Regions from separate parts of the Mus musculus genome. Here region 1 is linked to region 2. The links are chromatin contacts, called in public Hi-C maps. All regions are on one chromosome and are shown on one strand. Each heading gives the region's core, a stretch centred on a gene start, on an enhancer-like site or on the middle of the called end of the contact. The rest is flanking DNA. Distances are from core to core; before and after follow the strand shown. Region 1 overlaps Kifap3 (kinesin-associated protein 3). Region 2 has its middle 41 kb from the start of Gm24940.

Evidence for each region. Hi-C and Micro-C count contacts between places; a contact is called where the count stands out from the background.
Region 1: a Hi-C map of uterus shows a contact between it and region 2, with 2.5 times the contacts expected there. The contact joins two enhancer-like sites. A contact is called at or near these places in 2 of 484 Hi-C or Micro-C datasets (both in uterus), 2 of 115 datasets of contacts at active chromatin or transcription factors (the NIH/3T3 cell line and craniofacial prominence) and 2 of 9 other capture datasets (embryonic tail and embryonic trunk).

What each region holds. Positions count from the first base shown.
Region 1 is chr1:163,895,763-163,902,101 of GRCm38.p6, reverse strand. The region is part of intron 19 of Kifap3 (kinesin-associated protein 3); the gene reads right to left. Among named protein-coding and RNA genes, the nearest start is that of Scyl3, 31 kb to the left of the region's middle. Within about 2 kb of position 3,716, at least 46 of the 459 cell types and tissues checked have an H3K27ac peak or open chromatin away from gene starts, as enhancers often do. A contact at or near this core is called in uterus, where this site is marked.
Region 2 is chr1:163,357,768-163,363,872 of GRCm38.p6, reverse strand. No RefSeq gene overlaps it. Among named protein-coding and RNA genes, the nearest start is that of Gm24940, 41 kb to the left of the region's middle. Within about 2 kb of position 1,457, at least 52 of the 459 cell types and tissues checked have an H3K27ac peak or open chromatin away from gene starts, as enhancers often do. A contact at or near this core is called in uterus, where this site is marked.

The sequences.
Region 1 (6,339 bases), core at 2,467-4,966, 540 kb before region 2:
TTAGCATAAATGAGTACTTAGAATATTTAATTTAATATGTAGATGTATATCATACAAGTACACAAAGAATGTTAACTAGGTCTTAATCATAAAGGCTAGTACCTATCTATATAAAATAAAATAATTGAAAATGTTTATACCTTATCTGGATTATTAAAATATTTTTCCATATACAAAGTTATCTGTCAACAATTTAAAATAGAAGCACATACTGCTCTATGCAGGATATATAAGACAATATTTGATGGCATCATGTATCTAATACATACTTTGCATTGCACACTTGAAAGGATGACTTAGAAATGGTAAAGGTTAAGTATAGAAGTGAAAAATAAACTACAACATGGGAAGAGGAATAAGTTCATCTGTGTTTAAAGACAGGCCCTGCAGGGAATCGAGTGTGTGCCAGGCCCTACAGATACAACTCTGACTAAGACTGTATGTCAAATGTCTTCCCCCTGACTGTGTACTGTTGAGGAACGAGACAGATTCACAAGGAAATGACCGATTGGGGCAGATGGGCTCAAGAAGTTGCTTTTATGAGGAAATAATATTGGAGTTGAGACTTGAATGACAAAAGCTAGTTATTTAAAGTCTGATGACTACTCAAGTGAGGTAGGAAGGTGACAGAGTAGAAAGGCTTCTTCAGGGAGAAGAAACACAGATGGGACATTTGTAGGTGAGGCTGAGGAAGCAGAGGTGACAGATGAGGCAGTTTTCCAGAGCACGCTGAGGAATTTGCTTTTTCTTAGATGTGCATGGAGCTGGGGTTTGACTTAAGAAGACTGGGAAAACAGGTAAGTGGAACAAGAGGACCATGAGGGGAGGTAGCTGCAGCACCATGACGACTAATTAGGCGCTGAGTGGAGCAGGCAGCAGCAGTCTGCATTGGAGTGCTAACAGTACACACAGCAAGCAAAGGCCAAATAGGAGGGAAAGATCAAGGAAGAGGCTAAAGTTTCTGACTTGACTACTTGGTGGACGGTTGTAACGTTTGTTAAGACACAAAGATGTTTATATAAATGCAGCTGCTTGATAGTCTTACATGCATTTAACTAGCCATGTTAAGGAGGAAGAGAGAAAAGGACTATGTTTAAATCAATCTCTGGTAGAAAATGTAAGATGACAGATACTATTGAAGACTAATAGGATGGTCCTGTAAACAGTGGGAATAAAGAGATGCTCTCAGACGAGGGTCTGCCTGAAGCAACCAGCATCTACAGGTGGAGAGGAGAAGGAATTATCTGCCAAAGAACAACAGGAAGAGATGAAGAAGGGCTGATGAGAGAGATCAGAAAAGTGGCATGTTTTGAACTGAGATAAGAGCATTGAAATGCAAGGCTCAGATGACTGTGATAAACACAGATGCGAGTTTAAATGAAAAAATTCTATTGCTTCAGTAACACAAGAGAACCGGAGAAGTTCAAAATAAAATTGACGTTTTAATTTTTTTTTTAATTTTAAAAGCTTAAATAGATTCATTCTCTCTCTCTCTCTCTCTCTCTCTCTCTCTCTCTCTCTCTCTCTGTCTGAATGTATGCATATGCATGAAGTATGGACAGAAGAGGTTGTCCTGGAACTACAGTTACAGATGGCTGTGACCCATCACATGAGTGCTGGGCCAAGGCCAGGTCCTCTGCAAGAGCAACAAGTGCTCTTACCTCTGATCCATCTCTCTGGCCCCGGAACTGAAGATGCTGGAGAGGTTCTGTGTATGAGGAAGTGAGAATGAAGAGTAATTAGATTGTAACTTGAGGCCAATGGAGTTTCCATGATGACAGGATGAGCCAGTAGAGGGAAAAGGGTAGGGACAAAGAAGACAGCTTCAGGAAGGCAGAGGACAGGGTTCCGAGATTTCAAAGGTCAGCTACATCACTGTAACAAGGGGAAAGAAAGGAAGATGGATAGAAGGATGAGTCTCTGGATAGGCTGGATTGGTAACCAGCTTTATTCTACATGCATTTTAAACAGAATGGCAGTTTTCAGTTGTGACAGTAAATTAATAAGGGCAGTAATCAATGGAAATTAGCACTCTGCTTCATAAGCCTTTGCTGCATGCATGTTAGCAAATGCTAATCATCACTACTGGTGAACTCGGCAGGTAACAGACAGACTAGAAACCATTAATGGAGTAGCCTTCTAAACACTCCAGTCAGAAAGGTTACAATGGCCAGACATCGACACCAGTATGGTTTCTAGTGCTTTGCAGTAATGCTGAACCTGCATTGGACTGTTCAAGCTACACAAACATGAGATCATTTGAGCAATTTCATTTGATTGAGATTTTTTCTTTCACTTCCTTAAAAAAATGTGTGTGTGTGTAAACGTGTGTACATATGCCATGGCATGCATGTGGAGGTCAGAGGACATTGGGAGAGTTCTCTCACACCACTGTGTGGGTTTCAGAGATCCAGCATATGTTCTGAGGTTTGGTGTCAACTGCATTTACCTACTGAGCCACTTTGCTAGCCAACTACCCTCTTAAAAATGCAACAACCAACAATTAGCATTTTCTAAAAAGTGGATCCTCTATTTCCAAGAGATCTGATTGGATGGTTTCTACTTCAGAAATATCCTCCTCAGTTCTCCATCTGCTTTTAAGCACTGCTTTTACCATCAGCTGAATCAGTGAGTGGGCATTACACACTCAGTGAGTGGGCATTACACACTCAGTGAGTGGGCATTACACACTCAGTGAATGGGCATTACACACTGCCTCATCCAATGTTGTGATTTTTATGAGAAATGATTCATTCTATGGAATATGATTGCTATAACAGTAACTGTGACTTAAGTGGTGAGAAATGACAAAACCGATTTAAATTTTTTTATTTTACTTAATAATAACCATATTTTTATATATGGTCCATAAGAACACATAATAAAATGTATTTATTTTGGCTATCATTCAAAATTGTCATCTGAGGTAAATTTCAGACAACTTGCTAAATTCTAACTGCCAATCATAACAAGGCAATAGAAAAGGTAAAAACCAAGAAAACGATAAATTTACTGAATAATTGTAATATTTACTCTATGTGTACAGAGATAAAATTTTATTCACTTGATAAAATGGCTTAGTGAGTTTAATAATGTTTTTTTTTTCTTTAAGAGTAGCTCTTATAATGTAGAAATGAAGATTTCTGAAAGCCTCAAAATTTCCTTGGTACAATGGCATTACTTCTGCACCTGAAGTAAAAATAATGACCTTACCCGTTAAGCTAATTAATCATAAGTGTATGTTCACACTAAGTATATAACTTAAGCATAGGGGACAGAAAGGTTCTGGTCCTTTAAACCTTTTAGTGACCAATTTTCATCTTAATGAGCAAATCCACCACCTCTCTGCCCCACCCAGGAACGACGCTTAGCATCATCCACTTTCTGAGATTTTCTTTCAGTTTTGGTCTTGTAACCATGTGACTCGGCAAAAACTAGGTTGCATGAAAAGGAAGAAAAGCCAATAAAATGAATTACAAAGACAACAAGGTTAAACTGATCACACTGTCTTCATACACCCTACTGAAACTGTACAAATAGGCAGTTGGCTGTGGTTTGGCATTTAGCAGCATGCGATCAGCAAGAAGGAGGAAATTTTATTCTCATTAACTGTTGCAGATTTACTGCAGTGAAAAAGGGCTATGTAACCCGAGATGTGACAGTACAGCAAGATCAAAGCCACAGGCTGGAAACTAAATAAACCCTCTGGCTACTTCCTGCAAGGAAAATTCACTTTGGCAATGTAAAACAGAGCCCAGTTAAAAACTACTCTCAGTTTTATGAGCTGTCATAGCAGCTCAAGTGGTTTGGGCTGGCTGAGTTTAGAACATTATATTTCCTTGTTTTTGTCTTAGATACTTCTACAAGAAGGTTTATAGACTAACTCCCCACTCCAGCACAACAACTAGCAAGTTCTTGCAGTTTAAAATGAGCCTAGTCACTAAGCTCATTAGAGCAGGCCTTCACTGGAACATTCCTTCCTCAGTCACTATATAACTTAGGATCTCACTCAGATTTAACCTGGGAATATGGATTTACTTTTATGACTCACATACAACCTGGACAATTCCTATTCAAACTGAATGCAAGTCAGCTACACAGCCCACATGGCTTTTATCTGATTAGTAAGCTATTGGTACAGGACATCACGAGTGACGATGGGCATCACGGAGAATAAGGCAATTAATTAATATTACATTTAAAGGCCTACAGCCCAGCATTGAAAGATGTTGTTTAATGTTTTTAACATTAGAAAACTTAATGACTATTCATAGCAGGCCTCATCCAAACAGACAGGACTAGAAAGAATAGCTCAACCTTGAATTACACAGTCCTCTCCAGCTAAGGACTATGCCTAACACTACGACTCAAGGCCTAAATGGACTTGCTATCGTATTTAAAATTTGAATAAGGAAACATTTGAAATGGTAATTTGCGTTGTAGTAAAAAAAAAAAAAATCTACTTCTGAAGATAGCATTACCTAAGAGCAAACATCTCCTACAAGCACTCACGTACACTTAAAAACTTCAGACTTCCTTTTAATTTATATTTGCATTGCTTTATTTTGAAACAGAGCGTCATGATTACCTATGCTGGCCTGCATTGATATCCTCTTGCCGCAGCTTCCTGAATTCTGGGCAAACAGATATGCACCAACATACCTGACTAAATTCACTCTCAATTGTATCGATATAGTCGGCAAAAATTCGACCAGTACACTTGGAAAACCATATGAACTTTACCACTAGACGATCACTCTTAAATGGTGGTGATGTGTTCAATTTCCCAGCCAAGCCAGGGTTAACACCCATGTCATGTCTTTAAACACAAGGCTGTGTACAGTCGATGTGTTAACATTTTTATAGGATTCAGTTCTATTATTTTACTTGTAGATTCAGTTATAGCAGTATTTTTTCCTCCTAAATGAAAGTCTTAATAACGTCTCAATAATGTGGTTTCCCTTGAGAAAAACCTTTGGGCTTTCTACGCAGCTAGTAAGCATCCAAAAGCTTTGCTCTGACCACCAGATAGAAACGGCACTGCCCCAGTGAGGGCCATCCACTGCCAAGCTCTCGTGCTTCTAACTGTGAAAGGAAAGGAAATAACTGAAAATAGCTTTCCAAGCGACACTGCAACCTCTCCAGGGAAAGACATCTTCCCAAGGTTCCAGTGATTTTTGGCTTGCATTTCTATTTTTTAGTAACATTTACAGTTTGCTAATGCTGATCTAATAAATCTAGCTTTAATAATCTAATAAAATCTAGCCTTAAAGGTTATAGGCCCAATTTACTAATAAAATCTAATTCAATTTTCCATGGGAAATGCAAATAATTAGTGTCCAAGCAGTGGAGGGAGGCCTTTTCACCGCACTAAAGAAGCTGTCTCTAAAAAGTCTCAATAAAAACGACAAGTAAGACAAGTAGAGCAAACTCACAGGGATGTATTTAACAGGCACCAGAGAAGCACCATTCTCTTTAGAAGGGACTTGCACAAGACAATCACTCTCCAACCAAATGAGACAACCTCATTCTTTCACTTTCATTTTAGTACAACTGGATTTACTCTTTAGAGAGAGTTTAAGGTAATGAACTAATTACTTAATGCGTTAATATACTCTTCATAGCTTGCCTTCAAGAAAATGTGAAATACCAATTTGCAAGAAGACATGTCCAAATGTATTAAAGCAAAATAGGTTTATAATTTGTCTTGCTATGAAGTGAATGTTATACCTCCCTTTTAAAAACATTTTCTCTCTACTGCCTCAAACAGAGGTCACCAGGAATAACGTCTGATGTCCTTGTCATCTGGATGCAGTAACCGTGTGCAACAAAGGCTGCTCCTCGGACTGAGCTTAAGGGCTTCAGTATTTATCACTGCCCAGTTCCGGTTGGTTCCCTAAAAATCTCTGACCCTTAATTTCTATTTTCACTCTTCACCCTCTTCACATACATGACTTGATCAAATGTGACATGTGCAGGTATGACGGTCAGAGGCATGTGAGTCATTAGCTTTGGTGTACTCAGATTTTTAAAAAGTCTTAAACATTTTCTTGGAAAAATTTAAAGGTTCCTAGGAATACTTTACTTTGAGAAATGCAATTGGTAATATCCAGAAAGTATAATAAAATTTCTCATAAGGATCCTTTCACATAGCAAGTCTCCTAATGAAAACAACCTTTATGTGAGTTTCCCCACCACGGACATCTTAGAGCTCCTGCCATTCATGCTCAGCAGGTTTCTGCATCCTACAAGTTTACAGGGAGAGTGATCACTGCACTGTTTTAGGCATGATTTCCTTTGTTATATAGCTTATGAATGATTTTATTAATTTCAGGAAAT
Region 2 (6,105 bases), core at 208-2,707:
TTTCTCAGGGCACAATTCAGTTAAGGTTTTTTGTTTGTTTTGTTGTTTTATTTTACTGGGTACAGAAGGGAGACTAGAACAGAACCACACCAAGTAGATTGCTCCCCTTTAACGACCATCACTGTCAGTCTGATGACTTGACAGCGTGAGCACTTTGAAAATGTGTCTGTTGTCGAAGGAAGTCTGGCTGCTGGGCATCTGTGTGTCATCAAGCCTGCTTCTTGTTACCTCCTGGAAAGAGGTCCAAATACAAATCGCCACTCTGATGACCTGGCTTTCTGAGTAGCTGAAATCTCCCAGTGCTTTGATAAGAAGACAAGGGGAAGCAATCCAGTCCAAACTGCATTTATATACCTTATCTGAAGGTATTCAGTTTATTTCAAAATGTTTCTGAGCATTTGCCTAGCATGTATGGTGTTCTGGACTCAGATAAATCATTCCATAAATATGTGTGTGTGTGTGTGTGAGTGTGTGTATATGTATGTATATGTATATATGTGACTCTGTGTGTGTGTGTGTGTGTATATATATATATGTGTGTATATGTATATGTATACATATGTATACATATACATACATATATATATATATGATATAGGTTTATGTATGTGTACACACACACACACTCACACACACACACACACACACACACACACACACACACAGAGTCCTGTGTCTCCCATGTTTCCTGTGTCCTCTCATTCCAGAAGTACTCCTTTCATAAATTGTGTATAATTGCTCCTGCTATCTAAAAATGACAGTGGAAAATTACATCCCAGTGGTGGGTTTTCTCTTTGGGTAGCAACAGTTTACACAGTTCCACAGATGATTTGAGTGTGTTCAGCCTTCATTTACAAAGTAGAAAAAGTTCAACAGAGCCCATGAGGACAGCATTAAAAAGAATCCCTATAGACAAGCACTTCAGACACTCATTACCACACAAGCCATCAGTGGATTAACTCTAACAAGCCAAATGCTTGCAGAGGCCACAGGCTGCTTAGATGCAAATAATGCAAATAATAATATGCAAATAATTCAGAATCAAAACTGGCCTTGGCCTTGGCCCTGGCCACAGGCTGACTTCTATCCAGCTACTTTTATTGCTTTCACAATGGACTGCGTTAAAAGGCACAGTGGTCCCCTATCTCTTCAAAATGGAGTGTTCGGAAACTAGATACAAAGTCATTAGACATTTGAAGTTTTAGCATTTCATTTGTCTAGAACCCCTAGGAAATGATCTAGAAGAAAGTGATTTTTTTTTTCACAGTAGTAAGTTAGGAAAGGCAGAATTTGAGGGTGTGTTTTCCATTATTTTAATGAAGAAAACCAACGCATCTTTTTTCAGGAAGAAGTTGCAAAATAAGGCTCCAGAAATAAAAACTACGTGCATACATCCACAGTAATCTCTGAGCCGGATGCCAAGCCCCGCCCTGAGGCCATGTGAATTTTTCTCTTGTGCGTTTGTCAGCCTGAGTCCAAGTCATCTTATTCTTGCCCCACTTCTGTCTGGTTTTGGTTAGTTGCTTCTTGGCATTGCTTCCGCTGGAGCTGAGGGCGTCTGCTCTTTTCTTCTTCCCCGCTCTCATCCCTCTTCTTTTTCTTTTCATTCCTTTCAAAATTTCTCTTTTGGTGTTCTTCCTCTAGATTCCCATAATGACTCAGGGTGGGGGTGGGGGGGGAGAAGGAGGCAAAATGAGATTAAACAGCCTCCCACGCCCACACTGTCCCTCCCCATCAGATATTCACCCAAAATGTAAAGAGCAGGCTTCAAGGAACAGCCTCAGATGGTTCTGGAGTGCAAATGTACACTTGCCTGGTCCACTCCTCTGCAAGAAGCCATAAGCTCTCTCCCCCAGCCTTTGCTCAAAAAACGGATCCTACTCCGGCCTGACACCCCTGCACTGCCATTTTGTGTGAAGGGTTTCCATCAGGACAATCCTTCTGCTTTGCTTTTAAAAATTAGCAATTTGAAATCCAGAGAGTCGGTTATTGTATCCATTTATTTTTAGAACGTGCTTTTATTGGAATGTTCAAGTTGTGGAAAATCACGTGACCACAGATAGACCTAAAAAGAAGAGATGTTTCCCCGCCCTGAATTTAAGCAAACAAGTTTTGTACATATATGGAATATGTTCTAAAGATCACTGCACCGTTATCTTCATCTTTTTTTTTTTTTTTTTTTTTTAAACTGGGCTTTTGCTATGGATTGCATCTGGAGTAGTTTCCGCCAATGAGTGATCAGCCTTTGGAAGGGCCACTTAACAACAGAACGCACATGCTTCGGATTAGCATGTGTGTGTGGGTGTGTGGCAAAGTCATTCCCCCTAATAAATTGACAGTTAGTTAAACTTGAATCAGCCTTACAGTTTAATGGTACAGTAGAAACGGAACTGTTTCTAGCTCACACACATTCTTTTTTTTGGAAGAACTACAGGGAGCCCCCCCCCCTCTTTTCAGATAACACTTCAAGTGAGAGATTCTTTCCTCTCTCCCTATGGGCTAGGCCAGAGTTTTCTCAGAGCTACGGAAACAGCCTTTTGCTGGTGGTATGTGTAAGATTTATAAGCAAAACCAACATCTCCACTGTGTATAAAAATTTCTAAAACTGTTATGGGGCTTGTAAGATGTACTCCTGTGATTGGGTAGCTTGCCTGATAGATGTCTTATGATTCACTCCTAGTTCTCACCCTACTGACCAGCCCCCCACCCCACCCCCAAAAACCCACCTAAAAGTTCTCAGCGACTAAATGGAATTAACACACACAAGTGCAAAGACTGATGGGAGAGAAAATCCTCTCTAGCGTCTAAGATGAGAGTTGTGAACTGGAATTACTTGGCTCAGCTACTTGCAGGAAAAAAAAAAATGTCCAAGCCTTCTTTTGAGTTGAAGTCTGGGGAATGTCACCCTAAATCGCTTCACAGTCATTCCACTGAGGACTCTGAAATGTCCCGTATCACACCACTGACAGGCAGGCAAGCTCAGCAGAGACGATCAGAGCTGAGGGCTGTGTCTATAAGATACCTAACACGGGATAAAAGGTGAACTCTTTAGGACATGCTTCAGTTTTCAGACATTTAAAGACTTGTAAAGAGCAACAGTTCAGAGAGCTATGCATTTATCCATTTAATTAGAATATTTGCCATTTTTTGATGGCTTTGTAATGCCTTTTCTCTCAGGAAAAAAACAAGTCGGATAAATAATAGCTGTTGCTGGGCATTGGGTTTTTCTTTTTCTTTTTCTTTTCTTTCTTTCTCCCTTCCTTCCTTCCTTTCTTTGGGCTGAATGTCTCTTTCTTTTGACTTTCATTTGCAAGTTTTAAAGTAATAAAGTTTTTAAAAATGCACAAAATGTATTGTTAAATCATGTTGTAATAATGTGTCCTCAGTGTAATATAGTAATACGTGTATGGACACACACTTAAAAACCACCAACAAAAACCCAGTTAGGCCAGATTTCCTCTTCTGACTTGAGTTATTTGATATATTATTTCAGAATCACTCATCAGTAAGGCAAATAGCTCCTTCAAGAATAAAACTATAAAAATATACAATTTCTCTTTGTGGATCTAAATAATTTTCCTCCTGTTAGTTGAGATACTGCAACTGTGGTTTTAGTTATGTGCAGAGTAAAGGCAATGTTCTGGTCCAGAATGGTCTCTCTGTTGTCTTAGTAACCACGTAGATGCTACAGAATAGTTAGTTAATGGATTCACAAAAGAGAGTCCAGCTTTAATGTCCAAATTATAATTAACATTTTAGCAGAAAAAATTTTTATCCAAAAATGTTATTAATGATCTTAAGTGAATTAGTCTAAAATCTAAGGTGATGAGGATAAATATTTTGTGTTTAGTAGTTTAATTCATTTAGCAAGGGAGTTATCTTGATTTATATTAATTAAGAAATGGAGGGTTGAGGAAATGTATTTACAATGGAGAACAACACATGGTTGATGTTTTTAAATGGATTTTTAATGACTTCTGAAATGTTTTCTAAATTGTGGGAAAGAAATGTTTAAACTGTTTGATGGAAGTTGATTTTTAAAGGTACATAGTATACTTCACATAGACCTTTCCTTTGAGCCTAACACCCTCAGAAACACTCCTGCTATGAGATCTGTTCATAAACTGCAGACCCACAGAGACAGACTTGTCATACCCAATCTTCTTGTTGAAGAAGTTCATTTTGCTGGCACAAGTCCCCTTGTTCTCTTAGTGTGTGTGTGTCCGTGCATGCGTGTGTATGCGTGTGTGTGTGTGTGTGTGTGTGTGTGTGTGTGAATACTTTGTAGATTATACATATGCTAGGTAACATTCATTTCTAAGATATTAAATGTAATTTTAGCCATTCTTAGGTTGTAAACTATCAGTATTTCAAGTCAGGGCTTTTAAATTTTCTGTACAAAGAACTATGCATGTGTAAATAAAATTGGGATGATATAGAAATATCAAGTTATAAATCACAACATTTGCAAAAGACACTTGAAATGGGCATTGAGAAACCAAACAGTCAAATAACAATGGAAAACCTTTGAACTTGCCCAGATTAGTATAAGGTTCTCAGACCCAAGTTTCATGTTTTCATTTTAATAGCAGTAAGCTACTTTGTTTATGTACATTCACTTTAAAACTCGATTTAAAAAGCATGGCACACATCGTATTTACGCACATGTTTACCACATATTTAAAGACAGATTCTAATGAGGCATGGCTATAAATACATAAAGGTCTGCGTGTCAACACTATTCCATTATAGAAAATATTTTCCTTCCTCCACTTCATTTCTAAAAATATGGAATGTTTGGAGAGGGCAGAGAGTGAAAGAGAAGTGCGTTGAATACTGTATACAGACATTGAAGGCAATTAATTGGCTTTCTTTCTTTCCCTATTTCTCCGTTAAGAACAAAAATAAATACATTGGTGTAGTGGTTAAACTACACAAAGCGCCAAGATGTAGGACAGGGCATTTCTACAGCATAGGGGTACTGTTCCCTCGGCCCTCCTCCACTATGAAATTCTCAGAACATTTGCTGGGTAAAATCAACTTTTGAAAGCCTAGTTGTCAAAACCTCAACATTTAGAGCTGCAAATTAAAGTGATTGCAAACAAAATATTTTTATAGGGGGGAAAAACATATACAGTCAAAAGTCAGAAAGAAGGGAGAGAGGGAGGGAAGGAGGGATGAAGAAAGGAAAGGGGGAGAGAGAGAGAGAGAGAATATGCTTGGGGGAGAAAAGAAAAGAGGAGAGAAGGGGAGAGAGAAGATAGAGTATATATAAAAGCAAAAAAAGCAAGTTTAAAGAATCTGATAAAACAATCAGATATAAACTTAAAATATGGAAGCAGAGTAAACATTACAGATGATGGCCTCAGCGAACCCCAATTCTGCAGGCTTTAGGCTGCCACACGAAGCATATTTTTCAAGAAAATTGGTTGCAGCCGTTGCGCCTTCCAGATTGTAGTGGCAGTGTGCAGAGACGACGCAGGTCTGAGTGATTCTCCCAAGAGCTGTGCTCTCTACCTTTGCAGGACTGGCTGGTTCCTCCTCCTAACCATATGGAATCCATCTCACTCAAGGACCTAGCCTGCTGGAGGGGTTTGGGGGGAAGCTAGGGGCTGCTGCTGGCATGCCACAGGAAAGTTTTATTTCCAATTGATTGGTTACAAATCAGATAAATATCGCTTCTAATGAAAGCAGCTTTGAACCACTGGAAATGTTATCTATAGGAGTCTGGGGTTTATCAGAAGTCAAATGTAGCTTTAATCACATCAACATGCTAATTACAGGCAAACAATAAAAGCTTTAAGAAATGATTGTGTGGGTTTTATTGCTATTGACAGTCGCTGGGGTATATTTATTTCGGGAGGTAATTGTCTGAAGACTTTCTCCAGAAAGACTTGTTTGTATAATTAAGCGCATGTTGGGCAAGCTTATCTGCCCATCGGCTTCTGCAAGTTATAGCTCCCTCAGAACACAGGAGCAATTACATGAGGAGACTCAGGGAGACGGCTTTTCAGTAGTTCATCCGTGAGGGCTAAAAAGTTAAATTAAATTAAAAGTGCTAATGTTCTCTGAAAGCACAGAATGTATTAGAATGAGAAATCAGGT